Regions from separate parts of the Sus scrofa genome. Here all the other regions are linked to region 3. Evidence: chromatin contacts called from public HiChIP or PLAC-seq and promoter capture Hi-C data. All regions are on one chromosome and are shown on one strand. The core of a region is the stretch at or near the end of the contact, and the rest is flanking DNA. Distances in the headings are between cores, read along the strand shown. Region 1 holds the start of LRRC42 (leucine-rich repeat-containing protein 42). Region 2 holds the start of TMEM59 (transmembrane protein 59). Region 3 holds the start of SSBP3 (single-stranded DNA-binding protein 3). Region 4 overlaps LOC106510717 (a long non-coding RNA gene). Region 5 overlaps TCEANC2 (transcription elongation factor A N-terminal and central domain-containing protein 2).

Evidence for each region. Promoter capture Hi-C pulls out the DNA fragments that hold promoters and counts their contacts. HiChIP or PLAC-seq counts read pairs in DNA pulled down with a chosen protein or histone mark.
Region 1: a contact with region 3 is called in an H3K27ac HiChIP or PLAC-seq map of alveolar macrophages. The contact joins the promoter of LRRC42 here to the promoter of SSBP3 in region 3. A contact is called at or near these places in 1 of 5 promoter capture datasets (fetal liver), 1 of 47 Hi-C or Micro-C datasets (heart right ventricle) and 2 of 2 datasets of contacts at active chromatin or transcription factors (alveolar macrophages and skeletal muscle).
Region 2: a contact with region 3 is called in a promoter capture Hi-C map of fetal liver, with 5 times the contacts expected there. The contact joins the promoter of TMEM59 here to the promoter of SSBP3 in region 3. A contact is called at or near these places in 1 of 5 promoter capture datasets (fetal liver) and 1 of 2 datasets of contacts at active chromatin or transcription factors (alveolar macrophages).
Region 4: an H3K27ac HiChIP or PLAC-seq map of alveolar macrophages shows a contact between it and region 3, with 9 times the contacts expected there. The contact joins the enhancer-like site here to the promoter of SSBP3 in region 3. A contact is called at or near these places in 6 of 47 Hi-C or Micro-C datasets (embryonic fibroblasts, fetal skeletal muscle, omental adipose tissue and 2 more) and 2 of 2 datasets of contacts at active chromatin or transcription factors (alveolar macrophages and skeletal muscle).
Region 5: a contact with region 3 is called in an H3K27ac HiChIP or PLAC-seq map of alveolar macrophages. The contact joins the enhancer-like site here to the promoter of SSBP3 in region 3. A contact is called at or near these places in 9 of 47 Hi-C or Micro-C datasets (alveolar macrophages, embryonic fibroblasts, fetal heart ventricle and 4 more) and 2 of 2 datasets of contacts at active chromatin or transcription factors (alveolar macrophages and skeletal muscle).

The regions. Positions count from the first base shown.
Region 1 is chr6:158,335,386-158,340,712 of Sscrofa11.1, forward strand. LRRC42 (leucine-rich repeat-containing protein 42) reads right to left here and starts at 2,917. Exons shown (of 8, transcript XM_021096606.1): 1 at 2,538-2,917. It overlaps HSPB11 (intraflagellar transport protein 25 homolog), which reads left to right and starts at 3,397. Exons shown (of 7, transcript XM_013999370.2): 1 at 3,397-3,676. The coding sequence starts at 3,650.
Region 2 is chr6:158,260,142-158,265,441 of Sscrofa11.1, forward strand. TMEM59 (transmembrane protein 59) reads left to right here and starts at 1,852. Exons shown (of 8, transcript NM_001044558.1): 1 at 1,852-2,159. The coding sequence starts at 1,971. It overlaps TCEANC2 (transcription elongation factor A N-terminal and central domain-containing protein 2), which reads right to left and starts at 1,691. Exons shown (of 5, transcript XM_005665408.3): 1 at 1,435-1,691; 2 at 642-784. The coding sequence starts at 743.
Region 3 is chr6:157,908,328-157,913,569 of Sscrofa11.1, forward strand. SSBP3 (single-stranded DNA-binding protein 3) reads left to right here and starts at 3,272. Exons shown (of 17, transcript XM_021096596.1): 1 at 3,272-3,420; 2 at 4,439-4,511; 3 at 4,735-4,796. The coding sequence starts at 3,365.
Region 4 is chr6:158,187,720-158,192,662 of Sscrofa11.1, forward strand. It overlaps LOC106510717 (a long non-coding RNA gene), which reads right to left. Exons shown (of 3, transcript XR_002345187.1): 2 at 2,226-2,363; 3 at 1,535-1,645. CDCP2 (CUB domain-containing protein 2) reads left to right here. Exons shown (of 6, transcript XM_021096604.1): 6 at 1-267. The coding sequence ends at 243. Among named protein-coding and RNA genes, the nearest start is that of CDCP2, 17 kb to the left of the region's middle. Within about 2 kb of position 2,857, at least 1 of the 83 cell types and tissues checked has an H3K27ac peak or open chromatin away from gene starts, as enhancers often do. A contact at or near this core is called in alveolar macrophages, where this site is marked.
Region 5 is chr6:158,239,400-158,244,896 of Sscrofa11.1, forward strand. The region is part of intron 3 of TCEANC2 (transcription elongation factor A N-terminal and central domain-containing protein 2); the gene reads right to left. Among named protein-coding and RNA genes, the nearest start is that of TCEANC2, 20 kb to the right of the region's middle. Within about 2 kb of position 2,237, at least 5 of the 83 cell types and tissues checked have an H3K27ac peak or open chromatin away from gene starts, as enhancers often do. A contact at or near this core is called in alveolar macrophages and retroperitoneal adipose tissue, where this site is marked.

The sequences.
Region 1 (5,327 bases), core at 1,667-4,166, 430 kb after region 3:
AGCCCCAAGGCTTCTGTTCTTCAACTATGGTACTTGAGGAACTGACCATGGTTCAGGAAATCCTGGTGACCTTTGATTTCTACTACTAAATTTGCTCATTCTCCCAATAAGGAGCTTCCTGAGAGTTTGTGAAGTACTATAAAATGATCTAAGAACTAGCCTTTCAAGATTAAGAACCATAAAGGCAAGGAAATTCCACATAGTTTCTCTAACTTGGCTTTGCTTGGGCCTGGCTGTTTGCCATACAGAGTGGTCTGTTATAAAGGAGCCCCTCAGGAGACAGGGTCTGTTCTGTATCATGGCAAAAATCCTATACAAACTAGAAAATTAAAGTAGTATCTGCAAGGATAACCATGTCCAGGAGAGATCTACATTGGCTATATTTGATATTACAGCAACAGAGGAACAGGGCATTCTGATAGCCTCCCAGGCTGTCTCCAGAGAGGTGGTTTTGTAACTCATATAATCTCATAGAAAACTACTTTACAATAGTGCATGTTCTAGTATTTGGTCACCACAAATGAGTTAAAGTTACCATGAAGCACAGCATTTTCAGCAAATGAATAAAATTCATTACTCACTAAATTAAAAACTCAGTTTGCTACAGCCTCTCTGAACAAGAGGAAAGATAAAATAATTGATAACTAAACGAGACAGCTTTTTAGATTCTGAAGTCAGTTTACCAAGCAAGAATCGTGACTATCCAGTCAAGTGGATGGAAGGAGGGAATCAGGGAAGGAGACAACAAGATTAAAACTGTGAGCTGAGTCTAGTTATCTGATTTGAAAAGAAAGAGAAGGAAACACCTCACTTTAGTAGGTAAAGTAACAATCCCCTAGGAATAATAAACCACACTAAGATTATGATGATATGGACAGTGGGAGTGATAATTACCATTTATCAAGCACCTACCAGTTGCCAAGGACTGTGCTAGATACTATACTAAATGACTTCATGTAATCCTCAACAATCCTATGAGGTCAAGATCATCACCTAACAGATTAAGAATCTCAGAGGCATAAAGCAACTGCTTAAGGAACAAAACTAGTAAGCGGCAGAGCCAGAATTCAAACTCAAGGCTGTGTCACTCCAAAGCTCAAGCTCTTTCCACTGTATGATGCTGTCTCTCAAGAATAAAAATATGACATCAGCCTTAAGGATAAAAAAAAATGTTAAAAATTAATCTCACCCACCTGTTTGATCCCTCTGGTATTCACTGACTCAAGCTGGGGGGGGGGGGCGCAGGGAGGAGATAAAAAAACCAGTGGACATCTGAGGAAAGAGTTGGTGGGAACAGAGCCAGGACAGAGCTACACTGAGGCCTCCCTTCTTCCCTCTGCCAGGGCAGAAATTACCCACATTCACACACCAGGAAAAAAAAAATCTGTCAACCAATGGCCTTCAACCCAAGGCTGCAGACACCCTTCGTTTATTTGAAAACGAAGTATTCTTGAGAAAATCTCCAACGTAAAACCTGAACAGAAAGTAGTTCCAAACCACCAATAACTAACAATCTTTTTTTTTTTTAAAAAATAACTAACAATCTTATACTGTTCTGGGTCACCGCCATTATTCAGTTTTCAACGCATTATTTCTTTTTTCCTGTAACTTGCACTTCCCTACCTGCCTTCTCACCCATACGTAGCTCCTACTTCCCTCTTGGAACAGGCCGATCTCTCCTACGTTCTGACCCTGGACAGTTTTTTCCACTTGCCAACTCCAGAGTACCACACACAAAATCCAATCTCCACACCAAGGATCCTAACCCTCTCCCTTCCTCCACTCCCAGCTACCCTGCCCCCACCTCTCCAACCTCCCGCCCTACCCATCCTTCCAGGACCCTTCTGAAATGTGGCTCCCCCATCCCTCCGACCCAATCCCACCGTCACCCGGCTCCTTCCTTCCTAGACCATTCCACCCCCACCCACTCTCATCCCTATGCACTCCTGCTCTGTCCTTCACCATGTATTCGCCCCTTCCTCCCACTTCGCTGAGATTCCCTCTCCCAGGACCCCAATCTCTCCATCTTTTCCTTGTCTTCTGCCCTCAACCTTCAAGATCTCCTTTCTTCACGCCTCACTAAAGCCCAACTTCACAATCCGCGGCCCCAACTTTTCCTCCCTACCCCCAAGACCCCACCCCTTCTCCCATTCCAGTCCTAGACCCTTCCCTCTTGGCACCCCTCAATCCGATTCCCTCTTCCCCTCCTTCGCCAGCACTGCAATCCTCCACCTCGGTCGAAATTCCCACGCATGCCCCTCCTCAAATTCACCCAAGCTAATCCTTCTCCCTTCTCCCACCCAGGCCTGAACCCCAATCTTCACACGCCCTCATACACTCCCCCAGCACCCCAATTCTACCCTTAAACCCACCTCTGACACCCCTATATCCTCATCTCCACATCTTTCACCAACCACACCCCAGCTTCGTCCCTTTCGATCTCCCCCTCCCCCATCCCACCCCTCCCTCAAACCCCGCACCCGCCCCATTCTCAGCCCTGGGCTACGTGAGAGGCCCAGCCCGCGGTCGCCACCTACCTGTACCCCCGCCTGGGGCAGCCCGGCAGCTCCTCGGTGGCAGGTCCCTCCTCCCGCGGCGCGGCAGAGGGGGGAAGCGGCTCCGCGCCCCCGGCACAAAGCTGAGGAGGGTGGGACAGAGAGTGGGCGGGAGGAGGGAGGGGGCTGGGGGCGACCTGGCGCCTTGGGACCGCGGGGCCGGCGGGGGCGGAGGGAAGACTGGGCAGGGGAGGCGCGCTTGCGCGCGAGACCCGGCATGAGGGGCGGAGCCGGGCCTGGAGGCGGGACCGGGCCCCGGGCTGGCGACCTGAGGGCCTAGGGCTCGAGCCGGGAGAGGTGGGGACTGCGCGTGCGTGTTCGCACGAAGGCGGGTCTCTTGGGTCTCGCAGGCCCCTGGGATCAAGCTGAGCTGGGGGAGGGTAGGCAGCGCGTGCTCAGGGCTTACCTAGGGACAGGCCCTTGGGCGGGGCTGCGGAACTCAGCCCGCGAACCAAAGATCACGGGGGCGTGGCCTGGGGCGTGGCCTATGGGAGGGTGGAGCATCAGGCCGGGAGAAGAGCTGAGCGCTCTGGGGATCTCGAGGAGGCTGGGCGGGAGGGAGGCGGGGCTGGGGAATGGGGCGCGCAACGCAGGGTGGGGCGAGACGGGGCGGGGTCTGAGGGAGGGGTGGAGCATAGAGCCGGGAGTAGATTCTGCGCAGCAGCCAGCGAACTCCTAGGAGGCCGGCGGAGAGGGGAGAGGCGGAGTTGTGGGCAGGGCGGTAGAGAGAAACGAAGCTCGACTGTAAGCGCGTTTGTCGCTAACCGGAGGCCTAGGCGATCCGGGCTTTGTGGCTCGCCCGGCACCTTGGGAGGTGGGACCCTGGCTGGGCGAGGCCGACAGAAGGGGATGCTGGTGGAGGAGGGAGCGAGCGAGCGAGCGTGGCGGGGGTTGTGAGGGGACGCGCGGCGCGGAGGCGGATCGCCGGGGTCGCTGAGGCTTGGCTCGTGAGGGGACCGGGAAGGGGGAAGTCTGACGCAGGTCTCTTCGAAGTACCAGAGAACCAGCGCACGAACTTTTTCTAGGCCTGATAAAATGTTTTGACCCCCCCACACACAAAGGGAAAATCAATTCCAAGTCGAAATTATAAGTGTATGAAAATGAAACCTATCCACTGGAACGTAAGTTCATACTTCAGAATTATGTTTGACATAAGATGTGGGTTCATTTAAGATATTTTATCTAGTTTGGCGCCAGGAGTCCAAAGTTATGAATGTTCAGGGCCCATGGAGGTCTCGAAATGGCCTTGAACTGAAGAGAAGGGTTTGGGATGGAGGGGAAAATGTGGGGTCAGGGCTGATTGCCTTTCAAGTGATATGCCAAGCTATAGGCCCTGGCTGGCACTGGGGAGAGGGAGGATGGCGCTTCTCGAATTTACACACGTTCCCGGTGGATGATGTAATGGGACAGGGTTTGAGGAATCAAAGAGTTACCAGAAGCTAGTGGCTGGTCGGGGAGAAGGTGAACTGAAGACTTGGCGCAGAGAGGTTTGCGGAAAGAAAGGACATGCGAACTGGAGGTGAAAGGGTGGATAAATGGCACTGGGACAAGATAAGGCATCTAAGGCATCACCACCAGTCCAATTGAGAACCACTGAACTATAGGCTAAAGCCTACTCTCTTTACCTGACTTTCAAGTATTTGTATTATCTGCTCCTAATCTACCTTTCCTAGAATTCAAGTCATTCTAAAGGAACCCCAGTGCAAGAATTCTTTCTTTAGTTTCTTTCATAGGTTATTACCTTTTCTTGTACACTTCCAGGATTGGAAAAGATTAAAAATCTTCTCTTTGCTAGAAATTTCTTATATCTATGATGTCATCCAGCTTAAAATTCATGTTTGTTTGTTTATTTATTTTGCCCATGCCTGCAGCATGTGGAAGTCCCTAGGCCAGGAATCGAACCCATACCACAGCAGCAACCCAAGCTGCTGCAGTGACAATGCCAAATCTTCAATCCATGGCACCACAGAGAACTCTGGAATTCATATTTGTTGAGTGCATTTCTCCCTGTTATTATCATCAGTTATTAGTGAAAAATTCTAATACTTTTTACATTTGAAGACTTGTGATGTTAAAACTTGTAGTCACATTTCTCTCACTAAATTATCTCTCCTTGAAACAATATTCTTTCAACTTCCTCCATTTAATGTAGCTTATATATCATCATGAAATTTTTGCACTCCTCTGAACAATGTAAAGCCTGACAGTGTCTTACTTAAAATATGCTAATTGGAACCGAACAGAGTATTCTAGGTGTGGTTCACTATTAGCATGTAACATACTAAGTTACTAGTTTCATGGTTGTCCATCTTCCTTGACACTGAGCTTGAAGGCAAAAACCAAGCCTTGGTCACCATCTTTGTCTTAGATTTACTGTAGTCAAAGGTGACGACATAGTATCTTTGCATTACTAGTGCAGTGTCTGGCCCTTAGTTGGTTTTCAAAGATTTCGATAGAAGGTGGTTCCTTCTTAACTCCAATAATATAATCTAAAATAACATTCCTTTGCCTTATAGTGACTTTGCAATCAACTAATCCTCTATATTTTACACATAGAGATGAAGGATTGGCAAGGTTTTTCTCTAAAGGGCCAGATAATAGATATTTTAGGCTTTATGAGTCTGTCACAAACATTCAACTCTGTCACTATAGCACAAAAGTAGCCACAGACAATATATACATGAATGAGCATGGCCATTTCCAATAAACCTACTCATTGACACAAAGCTGCAAATTTCCTATCTCATATGATTTTCATGTGCCACAAAATAC
Region 2 (5,300 bases), core at 602-3,101, 350 kb after region 3:
CAGGAATCAAACCCCAGCCACAGCAGTGACTACACTGAGTCCTTAATAGGTAGGCCAGCAGGGAAGTCCAGTTTTTTGTTTTTAATGAAGTAATAATGACCATTAATTGGGTACTTTAGAGTCATTGATTCCTTCTTGGTTGTCTATCCTGTATTTATACCTTACTTCCTCCTTGCTAACAGAAATCAGTTTGAGGTTGCAAAGAGTCCATTTAAACAGTCTCTTTTCTAGTCTGAACTATAGTTGTGAAGGCCATGTGACACTGCTCTGTCCAACAAGATACGAGGGAACTGTACTATCACTCAGTCTTACTGAGTTTGCACAGGGTTACACAGACTCATACCTGGTACATGAATATTCCATTTAACAGACAAGAAAATTCTGCAAAAAAAAGAGTAACTTTGGGGGCTTATCTTACGAGCTGGAAAAACACACCACAAAGCCAAAGTAATTAGAAAGGCGTAAGGGAGTGCAGGAATTGATAAACAGACTATGAGGGAAACAAATTAGGAGTGGTCAGGAACAATTTGGGGGGACGTATAGCAAAAATAATTCATAGATCTTCCATAGTAGAATTCCTCCAGACCTTCTTGCTATTATAGTCCTTGGCACATTTTCTCCACTCCCAGAGCCCCTCTCACCTTCAGAGATTCAATGGTGGCCTGCTTGTAAATCTTTCCTCCAGGATCTTTCTTCTGAGGACTACTCTGGATTCTGGGCGTTCGAATGACAAATTTATCCATTGCTAGGAACTCCAACTACCTTCACGTGCTTGCACCGTGTACTGCTCAAGAAAGAGGGCAGATTCTAAAACCTCATCAAAACTTCTGTGATGTGAGTTCCCTAAAGTGACCCAATTGGGTTCTATAACTCTGAAAGCATTCCTGAATTAAGAGGACCCTTGACTGGAATTTACAGGAAGATTTCCTCTTTTAAGAAGATGTAAAAGAAACATCTTCCTAAAAACTGAATCCGTATACAACGACCGGTCTTACTTCCTGAATTAGGAGATGTCCAGCTTTCAGAAGTGCACGCTGCACGGGGCCTTCCAACAATGGACCAGGGTTGGAGCCTGGTGACTTGAAAAGCCTATTCCATCTTAGGTTGGGTTGTGGCAGGTTAGAGTTCCCCTGGGTTCAATGAAGCTCTCTTAATAACCACCCCACCAAAGTCACAATCCAAAGAGTTTCCCTAGTAACCAGCCGGTCCTCACAAAAACCAGTCATCTCCAGGACCTGCTGGGTGGTCAAAGGACCCTAAACAAGACTGTCGTGCTCGGGACCCTAGAGGAAAGGGAAACACCATCTTCCTCTGCTCTCAGCACGCAGGAGCCCAGAGGGGAAGCTTAACAACGATGTCCTGTGAGACCCACCAGGAAAAGCAGCCCTGCAAGCAGCCGGACCCCTCCAGAACCCACCCTCTGAGGGCCCAAACCTGGACTGTGGGGGTGAGAGCTAAGCCGACGCTTCCTCCCACCGCCGTGGTTTTTTGTTTTGTTTTGTTTTGTTTTTTCCTTTTTTTCGGAAAAGCCTGCACCCGCCAGCGGAGCTCCAAGGCGGAACGCGGGAGGGAGCGGCTAAACCAAATCACACTCCCCAGAGTGCACCGCGAAGGGGCGAGTTCGGGCGTTTCTAAGACGGCTGTAGTTCTCCTAGACCAACTTTCTCGACCCACCGTGCGTCTCCCGCTTGCGAAGAACTACATGCCCCAGCGTGCCCCGCGGAGGGAAGGAGCGCTTCGCTCTAGCACTCGCGAGAGTTGGGTGCACCGCCTCTGGCCAACCTAGAAGTTTATAGACCTAGAGGTGCGGCGGAAGGCAGCAGATTCGGGCGGGTCTGGGCGGGGCTGAGTAGACCGCGGAGGCGGAAGCAGCAGCCCGTTGGGCGGGGAAGGGGCTGGTCCTGGAAGGAGGAGGAAACCTTGAAAAGAAAACAGCAACAAGCTGAGCTGCTGTGACAGAGGCAAACAAAATGGCGGCGCCGAAAGGGAGCCTCTGGGTCCGGGCCCAACTGGGGCTCCTGCCGCTGCTGTTGCTGACCATGGCCCTGGCCGGAGGCCCAGGGACTGCTTCCGCTGAAGCGTTTGACTCGGTCTTGGGTGATACGGCATCTTGTCACCGGGCCTGTCAGTTGACCTACCCCTTGCACACCTACCCCAAGGTAGGGCCCGTCCGAACCGGGCTAACAACCCTCCCTGGCCGCTCATCTGTCCGCTGTCGGTTCTGAGAGTTTGGCTCTTCAGTCCATCCTTCAGCCGCTGTCTCTCATCCGTGTGGTTCTTGTTTTCTTCCCTAATCCTACCCGCAATCCGATCCTGCTGTGATTACCGGAAGTTTGTGCCGCACCTACCTTATAATAGGCTCGGGGACACAAAAATAAGCAAGACAGGACCCCTTTCTTCTGGGGGCTTGCGGGGCGGCAGGGGAGACGTACGCTCGGAGGGAGAGGAGGATCTGGAGGATTAATGCGAGCTCCTCACCTTCCAGGGGAGTCGGGGATGGTGGGGGGGAGGGGAGCGGTGGGAAGGAGAGGGCTAGGAGCAGCCACAGCAGTCCACCAAAGGTTTGTTCTCAATGCCTGTTCCCTGAGCGCGTCTTAGGGCTGGGAGCGTGCTCTCTGTTCCCGGAGTCAAACAAGTAGGCATTTCCACCATAGAATGAAATGTATTAAGAAAGAGTTGGGAGACTGCACTGGAAGGGCCTTCCGTCTGTGTTGAATAACTGTGCAAGACGCCTCCCCCCCCCGGGGGGGCTGGGGTGGTTTAGAGAAAAAGCAGTTAGGTTTCTGCTTTCAGAGAACTTAACGTGCAGTGCAGCAGAAGGCAGAGGGAATTCGTGGAGTGGGAACGAAATGAGAGTGCCCCTCGCAGGGGATCTCAGCTTATAGAGAGAATGACCCTATCTCCTCCTCTCCCTCACCCTTTGCCCACGGGTTCTGTCCTTAATTCAATTCCCCTTTTCAAGTTGTTTTTGCAGCTTCTTAAAAAACTGTTGGCTCAACATTCTAAATTGCCTTAGTGACTTCCTCCACCCTTCCGAATATATAATTTGGCTTCATGCCCCTCCCCCCACGGCCTTTCTTCGTAAGAGCTTTTGCTGGTCTTTTTGCCCTTGTTCTTCCTTCAGCTTCCCTATGTTGTATGCTAGCCCTCTTTGCTCTCTCAAACTACAAAGCGACTACGGGGGACAGGTTTAAAATGTTTGCATGCACTTTCAGGCTTTTGAAATGAAAAGTGTAAATGCTCTCACTACCCATATGTCTGTTTACTGCTTTTTTACATTGCTAGGATTACCAGTTTTCAAGAAAAATTGTGGGAGAGGGGATTATCAAATTTTCCATCAGAGGCAAATATAGCAGTCAAGAGAGAAATGAGCAATTTTGACTTCCAGGCTTAATTCAGTGTGTACTGCTCCGGAAAACATCATTTTCTTCTCTTCTTTAAACCTCTCATAATTAAGAGGATTGTATGAGGTGTATCTTTCTAGCTATTGGATGTTTGGGTTGATTTTTTTTTTTCCTTTTTTGAGATATTCCTAGCAGATTTGTGGTAATTTGAATACACGTGCTAGGAAAATAATTAACAGTTCATTTCTGGAACTGTTAAGTACTTTTATAGCATCCAGTACTTTGTAAAAATTGATGTGATATCAATAAGTTGTTTTTTTACTTATTCAGGAAAGCTGTTCTCCCCAGAAACTCTAAATCATCTGACTCCCTGTATGTCCTGGACTTAAAATGTATTAACTGTCTGTTCTCTGTTAGCCAGGAATGATGGGAGATTTACTTTCATTATCCCTAATTCTCATCCTGTGAAGTTGAGTTTTACAGTTGAGGAAATCAAGGCTCTGAAAGGTTAAGTGAATTGCCCAAGGTCACAGAGCCTAAAAGTACTGGAGTAGTAGGAATTTAGGCCTAAAGCTGGCTACAATGTGCTGCCTTCTATTAATAAAGTTGTAGTGTTAAAAATATTTAATTTATTTATTTTACTGATTTCTGTTGGTTCTCCTTCAAATTATTGTGGTTTGCACTTGAAGAAAACAGCGGTATTGTAAGAAATTAGATGAAATTACAAGCCCACATAGCCTCTCTTGGTCTGCTATTTGTAACTGGCAAATAGAAATCTCATTTTAACCACTTTTTCAGAATTAATTATTTGTTGCGAGAAAACAGGATACTGTATTACCTTTTTATAAGTAGATATATGAAAATTAAAATATTTAACCCTTTAACTTTCTTCAAAAGTGCAATTGCGCAGTTTGTCTGGGTCCAAATACGGAAGACCTAAGTCATGTTATTAACAAAGATAGTTAGAGCCACTCTGGTCATTTTTTAACAGAGTGTGGGCTTGGAACCATACAAACCTGGCTTCCATTCCTAGCACAGCTTTTACTATCTGTGTGTCCTTGCTAGTCACTTAATGGCTCATGACTTCATTTTGCCAACTGTAAAACAAAACAAAACAAAACAAAAGCCCTCACACTTTGAAGAGCAAGTGTGAGGATTAAAGATAATATACATGGCACTCTTAGCACAGTACCTAACACATGGCAACAAATGGTTATTTCCTTTGTCAAATGTCATAAAACCAGTATGGTATGTGTAGTGTATTAGTAGTGCTGAGTAAGAGGGAGGAGAATAGTTAGCTCGACTTACCTCAGGATAAGAAAATGCATGTCAGATCTATAGATATTAGCGTTCATTCTTTAAGGGAGGTTCATTAAGTTTCCTTCTAATTATTTAGCTGGTATCGGTTTGGTGGGGAGCATCATTTCCTTGTGCTCTAAGATAGTAGAGGTATATTTTATATAAGCTTGCCAGTCACTCTGGAAACATAGGACATGAAATATTTGCTTGGATTAATAGTATTATCTAGAACATGAAACACGTATTCAATAAGGATCTGATCTTTTTTTTTTTTTTTTTTTTTTTTTTTTTTTAGTTTTATTGGGGTATAATTGACGTAAGGATATGATTCTTGGGAGTTCCCGTTATGGCTCAGTGGAATCGAATCCTACTAGTATCCATAAGGATGCAGGTTCGATCCCTGGCCTTACTCAGTTGGTTAAGGATCCAGCATTGCTGTGAGCTGTGGTGTAGGTTGCAGATGTGGCTCAGATGTGGCATTGCAGTGGCTGTGGCACAGGCTGGCAGCTGTAGCTCCGATTCAACCCCTAGCCTGGAAACTTCCATATGCTGCAGGTATAGCGCTAAAAAGCAAAAAAAAAAAAAGATTCTTAATAGCTATGTCTACTTATTAGATAGTACAGCATAATATTAATGATGTGAAAATAAAATCATATA
Region 3 (5,242 bases), core at 2,022-4,521:
CCAGATATAGACACTAGGCCAGACGATGTGGTGGGTGGGTGGGGGAATGTGGGGACTGGGGCATCCAGTGGGGAAAGGTATGGGGGACTTGGGCTAAGCGAAGAGAGAGCGATTGCTGCCAACTTTCTGAGGTCTGCCTGCCTGTCAAGTTAGGCCCTCCACAGAGATGCTGCTATTCTGAGGTAGGGTCTTTCCTTCTGATCCGATGGTGTTTTATTTATCTGTTTATTTATTTGGCCATGCCTGCGGCATGGGCATGTGGAAGTTCCCAGACCAGGGATTGAACCCTCGCCACCCGAGTGACAATGCCGGATCCTTAACTGCTAGCCCACCAGGGAAGTCCATCTGACTGCATTTCAGACCATGGTGCCAGCACCTGCACACCTGGTTGAGGCTGCTGAGTGGTCTTGCTTCCCAGGAACCCATCAGCTCCCCTCTCTCCAGCAGGCTGGGCACCCTCTTCGCTCTGTCTGGGTCCTCCCACTGTCTCTTTTAGCTCCACTACGAACCTACCAACATTCTGTGTCAAGCCCCAGAGAAGGGCAGACTACAGGGACACTCTACTTGGCACAGGTGCCCTGAATGCATACCACACTTGCTCTGGAAGGAGGTGTTTGTCCTTTTTGGGGGGTGGGTGGTGGGTGGGTGGGGCAGTGAGGAAAGAAAAAGATAGAACATCAGAATCTCAAGAGATATTAAAGATCCCCCTGCCCATTTGACAGGTGAGGAAAATGATGCCCCAAAAGATATGCCTACGCTGCACCCCTGCAGCTGACGGAGCATGGTCCACTCGGTAGAGACTCTGACGTAGCAGGGCCAGAGAAGGGCTGTGTTTTCCTTTAGCCAGGACCTAACCCATACTCATGATACTCATAATTTGTGGGCCTTGCAGACCCAAGATGAGTCAGGCTTCTCTGTGAGTCAGTATGTTGACAAGCCAACCCTGGCCATTCCTAGTCCTTCAAAAATAGAAGTCCAGGGGAAGGGTATGAGCAGGCCAATTTAATTAGTGTGGGCTCTAAGGTACCTTAAGTTAGCCCTATTAAATTAAATGGCCTGGGGGAAAAAATAACTGTAATTATTTCCTTCTCTCCCCTATGCTTGTGTTTCAACTGCCTCTCAACCTCCATGCTTCTCTCATTCACAAAACAACCTTTAAACTAGGAGCTAACACCCAGACAACCAGAGACTGGGGTTCAGTGTTTCCCTTTTTCTGCCCCCTTTCCCTGCCTAGGTCATGGCAGAGAATAGAGTGCGTCCAGAGGCGTCAGTAGGGCTTGGCTGTATTCTAATTTAGGGAGGCTGTTACACTGAGTAGAACATTATTCCAAAAATGCACCCAGTCTCCTTCCTGAACCAATGCAGATCCGTTTGCTGCGGGGCATTTCTTTTTCAAGACCTCTTTTCTCTCCTCGACAGATTAAAATAAGCAAACTTTAATGGTAGTGAAAGATTCTTTATTTTGTTCTGAGTTCTTCTACTTGAAACGTGTTTTCCCCAGGACACTGACCTATCCTTTAATTGTTTGGTGCGAGGCATGTTAGGGGGAGGGGCGTTACTTGTTTATTGGAACAGCGCAGTTAAAAAAAAAAAAAATCAACCTAGGCTAACAGTTTCAAGGCTCCCCTAAAGATGTATCCAAACAGGCAGCCAATCAGCGCTTACACAGCTTTTTCTGCTTGACTCTTTTAAAGAGACAGTGCCGACAGTGTTTTATCGCATTTAAAGAGAACCGCGCTCTAAAAACAGTCTGAAAATGGGGGAGTCTTCCCCTGTTTCGTTGGTTTCTGGTCTCGAGAGTCTCTGGTGAGGGACACTCAGTGTGTCCTCGGGTTCTTGGCGTGGGCAGAAAGGAGTCAGCAGCAAATAGCTGGGTCACTCTGCCAGCCTCCCCCCCTCAATTTCCCATTGTACACCTGGGTCACTGACAATGGAAGCTTCCCCTCCCCCCACTCCTGACTCTCGTCTCCCACTCCCCAATTTAGCTCCATTTATTTGAAGTTTGCAGATTTCTGCGGCGCGCATCTCGCATCGCTGGGCGCCCAGGTGATGCCCTCCTACCCCGGGATAGCACCGTCTCCCGTGGAGAAGCCGAAGGGGTCTAACTTACTAGGGCGGGCAGACCTCCGAAATTTGGGAGCGATCACTCTGCCCTCTCTTAGCCCAAGTCCTCAGTACCTCCCTCCCGGGCTCCCTAAAGCAGGCCAAGGGCCATTTTCGCGCGACTCCACTTTGGGGTTTTCCAAAGTATTTTAATGATCTAGTAAAGGAGCAGCCGCGCGCCTCGGCGCCGGCTCGAGCCGCCCAGTTCGCAGCGTGGAGCCCCGGGCCCGGCGCTCCGAAGCCAGACTGGGCGAGGGAGAGGACAGGGGGCGGGGCAGCCGAGGGGGGAGGGTAGGAGTCTGGGGAGGGGGTCGGGGTCGGAGCCGGGGGTGGGGGTGGGTGGGGGACCGGCGAGGGGGAGGGGGAGATAAGGGCTGGGCCAGCGCAAGCTGCGGCGGGGGGAGGTGAGGGGCAGATAAGGGAGAGGGACGTGGCGGGAGGGAGCCGGCGGCGCTCCGCTCAGGGGTCCGCGCCCCCTCCCCTCCGACTCTGCCGCAGCGCCCCCCCTCGCCCCCCAGTGGTCCCAGCCTTGGAGAGCGCGGGTCGGGACCCCTCCTCGCAGGGGCTGGGAAACTAGACCTCCCCCGTCCCGATTCGTGTCCCCTCCCCACATCTACAGCAAAGAGAGGCTCGCGCCCCCGAACACCCCCGATTCGCTCGCAGGAGCAGGAACAGCGGCTCCTCGGAGGCGGCCGCAGCGGGGACTGCCGCGGTCGGGCGCTGACAGGGCGTCCCTCCCGGGCCGCCCCGGGCCCGCCCCCTCGTGCCAATTGGTCTAGGCGCCCATCAATCGCGGGACGTTGACGCCCGCCTAGCTCCCTCGCCCGGGTAGCCACGTTCGGTTGAGCTCCAAGTAGACCAGCGGCAGCGGCGGCGGCGGCAGCGGTGCTGGAGGCGCAGAGGGCGGCGCAGGCGGAGCCGGGCGGGCGGCGCGCGAGCGAGCCAGCGGGCAGCCGGGCCGACGGGCGAGCGGCGGCGGCGGCGGCGGCGGCACCGGCACCCCAGGCCGAGCCGGCGCGGGAGGAGTTCCAGGGCAATGGGGCCGCGGCCGGGGCTGACGCTTTGACAGCTGGAAAGAGCGCGGAGCCAGCGCCTGGGGGGGAGGGAGGGGATCGCGGCTAGGAAAGCGCGAGCGAGTGAGCGAGCGAGCGCCGGGGAGGGGGCCGGGAGCGAGGGGGCAGCTCGGGAGCAGCCGGAGCGGTAGCGGCGGCGGCGGCGGCGGCGGCGGCGGCGAGGCTCGGCGCCCTCTTCTCTGCAAAACATGTTTGCCAAAGGCAAAGGCTCGGCGGTGCCCTCGGACGGGCAGGCTCGGGAAAAGTAAGCCCTATTTTCCAAGTGGCGGCCGCGCTGCCGCCGGGCTGCGGGCGGGTGGTGGGAGGCAGGTGGGCGGGCGGGGGCTGCTGCGTCCCGGGCCCCGGGCCCCGGCACCGCCTGCCTGGCCCCTTCCCGAGGCCGCGGCGGGCGGCGTGGGAGAGCCCATTGTTGGGAGCCGGCGGAGGTTGGGGCATCGGGGGGCGCCGCCGGAGGATGGGGTACTTGGGGGCCGCGGGGCGTGCCGGGCACGAGGGCCTGCGGTGAGGGGTGGGCGAGGTCCCGTGAGCGAGCCTGGGCGCCCACCCAAGCCGGGGCGCTCGCCGCGGTGGCCGCACTTTGCCCACCGGGCGCGGGCAGAGGGCGCGTGGCTTCTGCAGCCCCGAAGGCTCCTTTTGTCCGCCCGCGGCGTGAGGAGTGCGTGCCGGGGGCTTTGTTCGGCCGGGAGAGCTCTCCCTTCCCTGCCCTCGGCCTCGCCGCCGGCCCCGGGCCCTCCGGGGCGCCGGGCTGGGTAGGGACGGCGGCGCCGGCTTGGCTCCAAGCTTGGGGGACAGTTGTTTTGGGGGGAGGTGGTGAGGGTGGCGCTTTGCTGTCCTCTCCGGAGCGCGCGGAGCACCCCAGAGTCCCGGACGGAGTCTCCCCGACTCTCACACCTGGAGACAGGGTGGCAAGGAGTGGGTAGGGAAAAGAAGCGAGGCTCTGGGGGTCGGATGGCTTGCGAGTTTGAGAGATCTCGGTGGGTTTGGCTGCGACGCTGCTTGGAAGTTCAAGTTCGGGGGCTGCTCTTCAGCCTCTGCGTTTTGAAGTAACGCCTCTCCTGGTCCCCATCCCCTAGCTGTTCGCACCCGTGGCTCCGGGCAGGGTCGAGGTAGCTGCTCACCTCTGGTTGGGGCCACAATGGGCCAGCGTAGACAGGGCTGGGAGCCGGCCGGCAAGGTCCAGGAGCGAGCACCCGGTGTGATCTGACGCCTTCCCTCCCTCTCCCTCTCTCTCTCTCTCTCTGTGCCCCCTGCCCACTTTCCAGGTTAGCTTTATACGTCTACGAATATTTACTGCATGTAGGAGCACAGAAATCTGCACAGACCTTCTTATCGGAGGTGAGTGGAACTTCCCCCCTCATCCAATTTCTTGACACCCCCTCGTCCCCACTATTCTTAAAGCCTTTGTTTTCTGGAGCAGCCACTGTGGCCACCATTTTGAATTTTTATCACCTTTTGGCATTTATTGTTAGTTGGTCCTCACAGCCTTTTGGCTCCGGGAAGCCCCCAGCCCACCCCTTCTCTCTGCTCCTCTAAGCTGTCTCTGCTCTCTCCCTTCCAGATTCGATGGGAAAAAAACATCACGTTGGGAGAACCGCCTGGGTTTTTGCACTCGTGGTGGTGGTAAGTTTGTGTGATAGTTGTGTGTGTGTTTGTTTTGTTCCGAGGCCCAGGTCTAAGTGAACAAAGACGTGCGGTCTGGAGCAGACCCCCCCCTTCCCATGCCTTAGCCCTCAGCGTCACCCAGAGCAGGGCACCCCTGGGTTCTCAGGCCTGGCCTGGCAAAGGGGGAAGAGGGCAGAGGAGGTCGGTGCCTAAAAGTTTTTGCCTCCTCTGTCCCCTCCTGTTGAGAATCTACTGAATCGTGCGTGGTGCTCGGGCAGAAACTCCTGACTTGTACATCGCACTCCGAGGCACTAGGCAGAGGCTTGGAAAAAACCTGGAAGGATTTTTGTCAATTCTGCATGCTGCTTTAATTAGAGGGAGCGGGGGCGGGGCCGGGCGGAGGGGGTACCAGGTCTGTTTAACAACTGGCCTGGCTCTTCCTTTTTCTCCTTGGAGCTCCTACC
Region 4 (4,943 bases), core at 1,607-4,106, 280 kb after region 3:
GTCCGCTGTGAGCCACGGCGCAAAGAGGCCTCTGTCCACCTGCTGTCCGGCTCCAACTGGCTTGGGCCCTATGCTGCCACGGCTGAGCACCTTCAGGAAGCACCACCCAGGGATGAGGCAGAGCCGCTGGAGAGCCCTGTGGCCATGGTGGCCCAGGACACCAGTGACATTGTCTTCCTGGGCCTTTGCATCCTGGCTGGAGTCCTCATGGTCATTGCCATCGTGGTCCTGATGCTGCTGTAAGCAGAGGCGGGTAGGGACCTGGCATCTGGCATCCCTGGGGGAGGGGGACCCACAACAGGGATGGGACAGGCCTTGGTGACTTGTTGGAGACTATGGGCAAGTCACCATCCCCTTCTGAGCCTCAGTTTTCTGGGGCTCTTTCCTCTGCTCTGCTTACCTCAAAGGGCTGACCTGAGGCTCAGCCTCATAAACGGGTAAGAGCATTGTGTGCAATTGTTGTTATTCATTTTAAAGAGTCTCTGCTGTAGAAAAGAACTTTCCCGTATGTGCTACTTGTCAGTGTACCCAGTGTGGTCCCTGGTGACAGAGCTGATAAAACTGACTTGTTCTGCAACTTGTAGGAGTACTTCACCAACTCAGGATACAAATAAGGCATCTCCTAATTTTCCAATGAATTGCTCATCCTAAGGCTTCATCAGCAGGAAGTTCAGTTTCCATCCAGGAGCCTCCACTCTTCTGAACTGACACAGGAACCCTGAGGACTTTGTCAAAAAGGGGCCAGTCCTGCCTCCAAACTCCAGGGACAGAAGGAAAGGGAGCTGAAACCCCACCTAGTGCTGCCATATCAGCCCCTGCCATAGGGTGTCACTGTCGAAGACTGGTGTGCCTCCCCGTGGCTGCCTGTCCACCCAGGTGGCGATGCTCTAGAGTATAAAGCACAGGCAGGCCCACGCTGTGCTCAGGAGTGAGGCTGGAGGCCGAGAACTAGTGTCTCTTTCATGCTGGCATTTTCCCTTCAATAGATCGTGATCCTTGACTGAAAAGCTGATTGAAGTCCCTTGTGTCTTTGTCCTCACCCCTGATGTCAAGCTCAGATCCCCAGCCCATCCTCCTCCTCTTTGGAGCCATCTGGACCTTCTCCTGCCATTGGACTTCACTCAGAGCTACTCCGATCTACTCAGAACTACTCCAGGCCACCCGTATTTTTCTAAGTTTACATCACAGTGAGCAGGGGTTGGCTCCCCAATGCTTCCCTGTGAGAAGACTTCTGCATCCTTATGCAAATTGGTCCAGCCCTCCCCAGAGCCCTATATATCAAGAAGTGGAGCAATCTTGTTAATGAAAAATAAACAAAAATATATTTATAATACATCACTTTCCCCTGTTCACCTTTATATTTGCATAATGAATCACTCAAGTGAGTCCTTTCATAATAGAAGTCTCCAAATTGGCTGTGCCAGCCACTGGCATCAATTTTAAAAAATGCAGTTCAATTACAGTTCCTTAAACAATCCAGCAAACATCCACAGATTTCCAGCCTTGTACTTACTGCTGTGACAGGTGCCAGACACCCAGAGCTGAGCTGATCAAAGGCGATTCCTGACTTCACGATGCTTACAGTCAAGTGTCAGCAAATCAGGGCCAGGGGTGCAGAGGAGCTGGTAACTCACGGAGAAAAGAGCTAGAGAGAAAAGAGCCCATAAAGCAAGAAATGAATCAAGCAAGGAGGAAAGGGTAGCCTGGACATTGGGAGAACCAGATTCGACTCCACACTCTTTTTTAAATGAGTCTGAGCGAGCCGCTTTGATTCTATGAGCCTTGGTATCCCATCCCCACCTGCAGAAGGGAACCACACCTTGCTGAGGGTGTAGCGACATGATGCTTTAAAGGTCTGTCAGGGTAACATGCCAGCAGGAGATGCTGGGGTGTCTGGGGCAGGGGCCCCAGCCTCTTTCTCTGCCAGCTACCTTCTCACTCTCAGACTCTTCCAGCCACGGAGCCAGCCTGAGTTGCGAAGCCTCACAGATTTCCCAGGTCTCAATTTCCATGTCTGGGCAGGACTAGACACACACCATACACTCTCTAGGATGCCCATGGGTTTCTGCCCTCCAGGGCCCATGGGCTGGGTTTTGGGTTGACCGCTGGACCTAAGCTTACACTATCCTTGTCAACTTCTCAGAATGGGGGGACAACAGCCCAGCCTGTGGCAGGGCTGAGTGTGTGACTGTGTGTGCACACAAAGCTGGGCTCCTTGGCCTCACCCTCAGCAGCTGGTCTTCTTCAAGGGCCCTGGCACCAAGGTCCGGGCTGAGGTTCTGCAGGCAGACCACTCCTGGTCCATCTCGGGCTCCAATGTTTGCTAGCTGCGTGACCTTGGGTAGACACCTCAGCCTTCTCACCTGCAAAGTCAGGATAATAATAACACATACTTCATCTCTCTGTTGTGAGGATTAAATGAGATGATGGATGACAGTGCCCATCCATGGAAGGAGTCAACGAAACTCACTTATCCTTGACCCATGAGTCAGTGGTAATACGCAAAAGCTCTGGCCTAGAAACCCAAGTTCTAGGCCCAGCTTTGCTGCTGACTTGCTGTGTGACCTTGAGGGAGCCCATTCCCCTCTCTGGCCTCAGGGTTCCTATTTTCAAATCATGGCAAGCATCACTATCACCCCCAGCACTGTCGTCGCTGTCACAGCTACTATTCCTAAGCACGCCTATGGGGCAGGGGTTTAAGATGTGTCATCTCACTTAAGCCACCTTGTGAGGCAGACATAATTGCCCCCATTTCACAGATGAGGAAACTGAGGTTTGGAAAGGGGAAGTTCTGTGCCCAAGGTCACATGGCTAGGACGTGTTGAAACTAGGCTGAGGGAGACAGTACTTCCCTGAGTTAGGGGACTATGCAGCAAGCTGGGGCCTCTTGGGACACTTAGCCGATGCTCTCAGACACAAGGGCTGAGTCTGGCTGGGAAGGACTGAATGGCAAGGAGAGCGAGGGCGGTTTTATCTTCATGAACGGGCCTCAGTACTGCCATTCCCAGCCCTCCGGGCAGCCGGCACGTTGATTACCCTGCATGAGTCGCAGGAAATGACAGTCTTTATGCCGCACAATGTCTCTAGAAATGAAGGGGCTGAGATGATACCCATTAGCCCATGTGCCCTGGCCCTGGAAGTGTTGGGCGCCAGGTGGGGATGGGGCACGGCAAAGCTCTCCTGCCCCGCTACCATCTGCTCTTTTCAGAGGGCAGGGGGCTGTGGAAAGAGCGCAGCTCAGACCCCCAGCTCCATCCTTACTGGCTGCGTGGCCTGGAGCTTTGGGTCCTCCTGCCAGTCTGTCCCTGTAGTGCCAATATTACTACTGAGGAAGCCCGCGGCCAATGTTTGTGCTGGTCCTGGGAAAACTTCTAGCCAGCAGGTCAGGCAGACCTGGGTTCATTCCTTTCTCTGACTCCATGTGACCTTGGGCGGGTGGCTTAACCTCTCTGAGGGTCAGTTTCCTCCTGTGTGGACCAGGGGTAGAAAGACCCCAGCCCCCCCCTGCCCCGCCCCAGCTCGTGAGGTCGCCGTGAGGACTGAGGAAACAAGGGAGCGAGCCCCACTCAGGGCCTCCTCCAGGACTGTTCAGGGGGGTTGCTGGCAGGCCCAGGCCCGGGCAGGCGCTTCCCTGAGGATTTTCCCCATCCCAGAGCTGAAGGGCCTTACAAGATAGCAAGTCCCTGCTCACTCCTAGGAGTCACCCTGAGCCCAATCTGCTCTGGCCTCCTGGCTTCCCTGCTGTTCTTCAGTGAACCAAGATCATTCCCACCCCCAGCCTTGCTAGCTCCTGGTCCCTCTGTGTGCAATGTCCTGGCACCAGGGCACTGCCTGGTGTGGCTCCCGCACATGCTTCTTTGCCCACTGCCCCACCCCCATCACAAGTCTAAAACTGAGCCCCTACACCTGTCACTTTGTACCCCTCTGGATACCTTTTTTTTTTTTTTAATTTTTTTTAGGGCCGCACCTGCGGCATATGGAGGTTCCCAGGCTAGAGGTCTAATTGGAGCTGCAGCTGCCGGCCTACACCACAGCCACAGCAACACTGGATCCGAGCCATGTCTGCGACCACAGCTCACAGCAATGCTGGATCCTTAACCCACTGAGCGAGGCCAGGGATCGAACCTGAGTCCTCATGGATACTAGCTGGGTTCGTGATCGCTGAGCCACAGCGGGAACTCCTGTACCCCTCTGAAACGGTGTGGGGGTGTGCTTGCTTTTTCCCCTTTACGCGCATTTCCCCTCCACAATGCCAGCTCCAAGAAGGCTGTCTTCCCCTTGTCCACCGCTGCCAGAGCCTGGCACATGCAGCCTCATTGAGCCGTCGTGGTTGAATGAGAGAATGAATGAGTGAATGGATGGCTGGACAGTTTCACGCAACTCGCTTCATCCAACCCCACGTGTGTGGCGCCTTCTGGGTGCTGCTCTGCCCATGGAGGTGCAGACTGGCTCAGACAGGCCCCTCCCTTCAGGAGCCCACGTCTGGGGGGACTAGCCAGCTCTAAGGTACACACTGCTCAAAGGGACCGTATCAGTCAGGGTCAGTGGGAACCAGCAGACAGGCCACTGAATTCGGGAATCCGAAGTGAGTTTAATAAAGGGACAGCTGACAAAGGTGCCGGCAGAGTACAGAGAAACCGCAGGGGAGAGTGCAGCAACTGGGGCCAGTAAACAGCGGGGTTCTGACCGTCCTCTGGCTTGAAAGGGGAGAGGAGGCAGCTTGCGCTTGGAGGGACACGGCCAGCCCGGGGGCCCCTCCAGACTCCCCCGGACAGAGGAGACTACTCCTGGCTGAAACCAGAGGGCTGGGCGGAGAGCAGGGTGAACAGTGAGTGTGGATCTGGAGCAGCAAATGGAGACAAGCACAGAAACAAGCAAAGCGCTCTCCACTCAAAGCCTTTTAGGAACAAGGCAGGGTTAAAATTATTATTTTATTTATGTAT
Region 5 (5,497 bases), core at 987-3,486, 330 kb after region 3:
TGAGGCCACTCACTTCCCCTGCCTCTCAAAATGATCTCCTCCTTAGCCCGCACATCACTGCACTGCCAGCTTCTCTCCCCTCCCTAATTACACTCCCTCTGCCTCTTCATCGGCTCCTCTTCCTCTCCCCACTTCCCCACCACGAACATTCTCCCCAGTTCAATCTTTCAGCCCTTTAATATTTTCTTTTACTCAGAGGATTCGTCTACTTTCGTGATTTTAAGCAAAGGCTTCCCGGCAAATGTCTTCCAAATACATATTTTTAGTTGCAAACTCTCATCTGAGTTGCCATCCTACATCTCCAACCGCTTGCTGGACATTTTCACCTAAAGAGTTTATGTCAGAGCAAACACTGACTAAATGGGAATACTAGGAGAAAATTCCCATTTGAAGTACACAAGAAAAGGCACTAAATTCTGATTTAAAAGAGGGCTTGAGCAGATGGTAGAACGGTAGAATGGTAGAGATGTCCAATAAAACAAAGGCACATATGGCTGGAGTTCAGGGCACAAAGGCAGCCTGCTAACCAAGAAAGCACACTGCCCCAAGAGACCTGGGTTCTCATTACACCTCTGGGGCTAACTCACTATGTGGCCCTGGATAAGTCACTTCATCACTCTGAGTCTGAATTTCCTTGTTTATAATCCAAGTAGCTAAATGGATTTAAGAGTTTAGGACATGGACATTTATTAAGTTCAGAAACAGATAGCAAAAACTATAAGATCTTAACAGTACATGGACAAAGAACGCAAATAATTCACAAAAAAAGGGCAAAGGACCAACAAACACAGAGAAAACAATTCATTATATGCAGCAAATGAAAACAGGATGCTATTTTCACCTATTAAATTAGTAAGATTTTAAGAAAACATTAGCAATATAAATTGGAACAAAGTTTTCAAAAAAATCTAAGATTCAGAGATAGATCAGGATAGGAGCTGTACACCCAAGAGTTGTCTGAATTAACGCCTCAGTTAAGCTCGAGAACTGGACAGCCTCTCTGGCTAAGTGCTCTAAAGCAGCAACCAAAGACTGAGGTCTGAGGTTTATGGAAAAGTACCCCCTGTAAGAAATCAGGGCACAAAGAAGAAACAGAGACAGGCAAGAAATAGGAACAGAGAATGCTAGAAAGGGCCATGGAGAAAATTTTGCTTGAAATTATCATTTTCATTCATTTGATTTCATTCATATCATAAGCTTCTGCCATATGCCACACTAATGCTTAAAGCGCATTGATGAGTAAAATACATTGCATGGTCCTGCTGGCAGAGAGTTGCTGTATAGCAAAGAAAAAACAACTAAGTAAATAATTAAATAAGTAATTACAAACTCAGATAAGGGCTTGAAGGAAATAAACATTTAAAAAATAGATAAAGAATTGGCAACAAGTTCTGTGTCATTTATGTCAACAGAAAAGGGAGCAATCAATGGTTTCAAATTCATGGTTCTGGGAAGATGAGAACTAGACAAGGCTATTGGATTTGGATAGAAGGAAATAATTGTGTCCTGAGAGAGAATGGTGGTTGTGGGAGAAGCCAACATGAAAATAATTTTTTTTTTTTTTTTTTTTTTGGTCTTTTTACCATTTCTTGGGCCGCTCTCACGGCATATGGAGGTTCCCAGGCTAGGGGTCGAATCGGAGCTGTAGCCACCGGCCTACGCCAGAGCCACAGCAACGCAGGATCCGAGCCGCGTCTGCGACCTACACCACAGCTCACGGCAACGCCGGATCGTTAACCCACTGAGCAAGGGCAGGGATCGAACCCGCAACCTTCTAGTTCCTAGTCGGATTCCTTAACCACTGCGCCATGACGGGAACTCCAACATGGAAATAATTTAATGAAGGAGTGGGAGGGGCAGAAATGGGAGTTGTGATTATTAATAGTTTTTCAAGGAATTTGGCTATAAAAGAAAGAAGACAAACAAGGCGTCTAAAAAAAAAAAAAAAAAAAGCAGAGAGTTAAAGGGGAAGATTTAAGTGCATCTGAAGGCAGAAAGAGCCAGTCAGGAGGGAATGAGTGGCAACAAAATAAGAGGCATCTCATCTCTACGGTCGATCCCTGCAAAGTCTGGTCCATTCTCCCTGCAAAGGTCTCCCTATGAACCTGTCACTCAATAGGTTAGATTCTCTCCTATTTTAAAAATCAGAACTTTCTTCAATCCCACATGCCCTTTCTGATACTGCTGCCTCTCTCTTTCCTTTCAACACCAAACTTCTTGAAAAAGAGTTGACTATTTTCGGTTTCATTTCCTTACCTCCTGCTCACTCTTCAAGCTTCTGCCCTTAACCCTGCCTTTGAAACAGTCCTTACCAAAATCATCATCATTTGGCCTTACTTTGCAAAATCCAATGTGCAATTTTTAGAATTAGCTTATTTGGCCCTTTGACAACAATAGACACTGCTGACCAATCCCCTCCTCAGAAGCACTCCTTCCCACTCCATGACAGGCTCTCTCCTGTTCCTGGTCACACCCCCGTCTCCTACAAGTCTCTTGCACACGGGTGTGCTTCAGGATTGGGGCTCGGCTCCTCACTTTCGTACGTACTCTTCCCAGGCTACTGCCTCAGGTCTGACTACACGCTGCTGACCCTCAGGTATCTATTTGCTCCGTTCCGTTCCTCCTTAGCGTTAGCCTCGTACAGCCAACATCCTGCTGGACACTTCCTCTTGGATCCCCCACAGTTTGCCAAACACAGTTAAGTCTAAAACTGAACTTATTATCCCCCCGCAACCTGCTTCCTATCTTAATGAAAGGTGCTGCCATCCGCCTTGCTGCCTAGACCAGAAATCTGGGCCTCAGCCTTTACTCTCTTATCTTCATTCCCAACATCCAATCCACCTTCAGGTCCTTTGGGTTTTACTGTATTTACGACTCTTGATTCCAACCACATTTCTCCACCCTCCTGACGACTACCCCATCCAGGCCATCCTCATTTCTCATCCAGATATTGCAGTAGCTTCTCAAAGGGGCTTCCTGCCTCTAGGTGTGTTTTTCTCCAACACTTTTCCCACGTGGCAGACAGAGTTTTCTAAACTGCAGAGCTGAATATGTCACTCCTCCATTCAAAGATCCTTCAATAACCACCACTTATTCTCTCTAGGGTCCGAGGCTTTACAGTGGACTAAAGCTACCCTGTCACTGCCACACAACCAGATTCTGGATAAAAACCACTTCAAAAAACAGTAAGTGGAGGCTAAAGGGGTGGGGTTAACCTAAGGGTGGATGTTAACAGCAACACTACTGAAATACTTAGCTTAGGGCCAGTGGTGAGGTGGGAGAGCTAATTCTGGGACTCTGATCCTGAGTTAGGATCCTTGAGAGCTGTGCTAACGCATTTCAGGTCCTAAGTCATCCTTGACTACTGGCACAAACAAAAAAAGAAGCTAATCCCTTCACCAGGGAAGGTTTTCCGATTTAGCCCCACAGAATTCCCACAGATCGGAAGAAAATAACGAGCTCACAATTACAAATCAAGAAGCACATGGGAAGGCAAGCACCAAGAGAGTCAGCAGAAACAATAACAACGGGTTTAAATCCCAAGGATTTCAATTACTAGAACAGTCAGAAGAATACAGAAGAACTATACATTAAATGCTAAAAGAAATAAAAGGCACAATCACAAGTATATACAAATAACATTTAAAAGAAACAGATTTTCGGGGTAAAAGAAAATTTGTAAAAATAAAAAATAGTTTTTGAAAGAACTCAATGAATGGGTGAAATAACAAATTAGAGTCAACTGAAAAGAGAATCAGTGACTTGGAAGACATATACCTAAAGAAATTGCTCAGAATTCTATGTGAGACAAGAGGACATTCAAGCTAAAATAAAAGGTCTAGCATACTTTTAATTATAGAATCCCAGAACAAATGACTAGAGAGAATGAAAGAGAGGTGTGCTTTTGAAGAGATAATGGTTGTAAAACTTCTGTAAATGAACATATATCTGCAGTTCCAGAAGGTAGAATATATCTAGGTTAAAAAAAAAAGAAATACATGTGCGATAGCCAGGCTACAAGACAGCCCGCACTGAGCCTCACCTCTTGGTATTCATAACCTGTGTGCAGTTGTCTCCCAGACGGTACCCAGGTTGGTCTGCGTGATCAATAGAACATAACAGAAGTGAGAGTATGTCACTTTCAAGATTAGGTGGTAAAGAAGACACTATGGCTTCCATCTTGGTTGTTCTCTTGGATCACTTATTCTGGGGAAAGTCAGCCAACCCGTCCTGAGCAGCCCAAGGGAGAGGCCCAGGTGATAAGAAACTGAGACCTCCTACCAGCAATTTCACAAATGAGCCATTATGAGCAGATCTCCAAGCCCTGGCTAAGCTTTCAGATGACTAGAGCCCAAGCCAACAGCTTGACTATAACCTCTTAAGAGACCATGAGCCAGAAGCACCCAAACAAGCAGCTCCCAGATTCCTGACTCTCAGTAAACCTGTGTAAGATAAGAAATACTTCAGCTGCTAAATTTGAGGATAATTTTTACACAGAGACAGGTAACCAATACACATGCTAAGACCAAACAGTTTCAAATGGCTTACAAAGAGCCTTCTCCAACTGGTCCAGACTCTCTCTCCAGCATACTACATTTCGAATACACCACGATTCTTTTAGTTTCTGCAGTGCACCATGTTCTCTCCCACCCCCAGCCCTCTGTTCAACTCTCATGATGTAACCCTGCCTGATACATTCTTTAACATCTCTCTACTCCCAACACTTATCCTCCTCGGACTAACTTCTCCCCATCATCAGAGCACTCATCACATTGTGTGAAAAAGTCTTGTTAAACTGCCTGTCCTTCCATTAGACTGCAGGCTCCCAAAAGGTGAGGATAATACCTTTCTCCTTCATTATTACACCAGCATAGTTCTTAGCGCAAAGAAGGTACCAATAGATATCTGTCCCTTATAACCCACAGGATAGGAACAGACAAGAGGCTAAAGGCGGAAGAATATAAATATTCTCAGGCAATGATCCAAATGAATCTTTAGCGTAGCAACTGATGTAACTACAAAGGAACCAAGGACTTCTTATATTCCATACAACTCAGGTTTGCGCCAGGTTTAGGGTAGGGTCAAGATTCAAAAGTTGGATGGTTTCCAGCTCTTAAGCCATACCCCTTTGTTGTGGTTTCATTATGATTCTTGAATAGAAATCTCTGAACATGAGACACACCCATTCTTGAAAGAACACTCCAATTGTATGCCAAGGACAAAAAGAAAAGATTTTTTTTAAAGTATCATCTGCTCTATATTTGTAGGACAAGTTCAGCCTATTATGTTGATATTTAAGATGTGATTTTAAGTGGTATTTACAGTGTGCCTAAATATGAACATGTACATACACATATGTACGTGTATACATGTCATAAAATATTAACCACTACTTCCCTCTACTGGTGGAAATACCTTATCTGCTCAAATGAATGGTCTTATTGCCCTCTAGTGACCACAACCTATAAAGAGAAAATCCAGCAGCAGATGGGAGAAT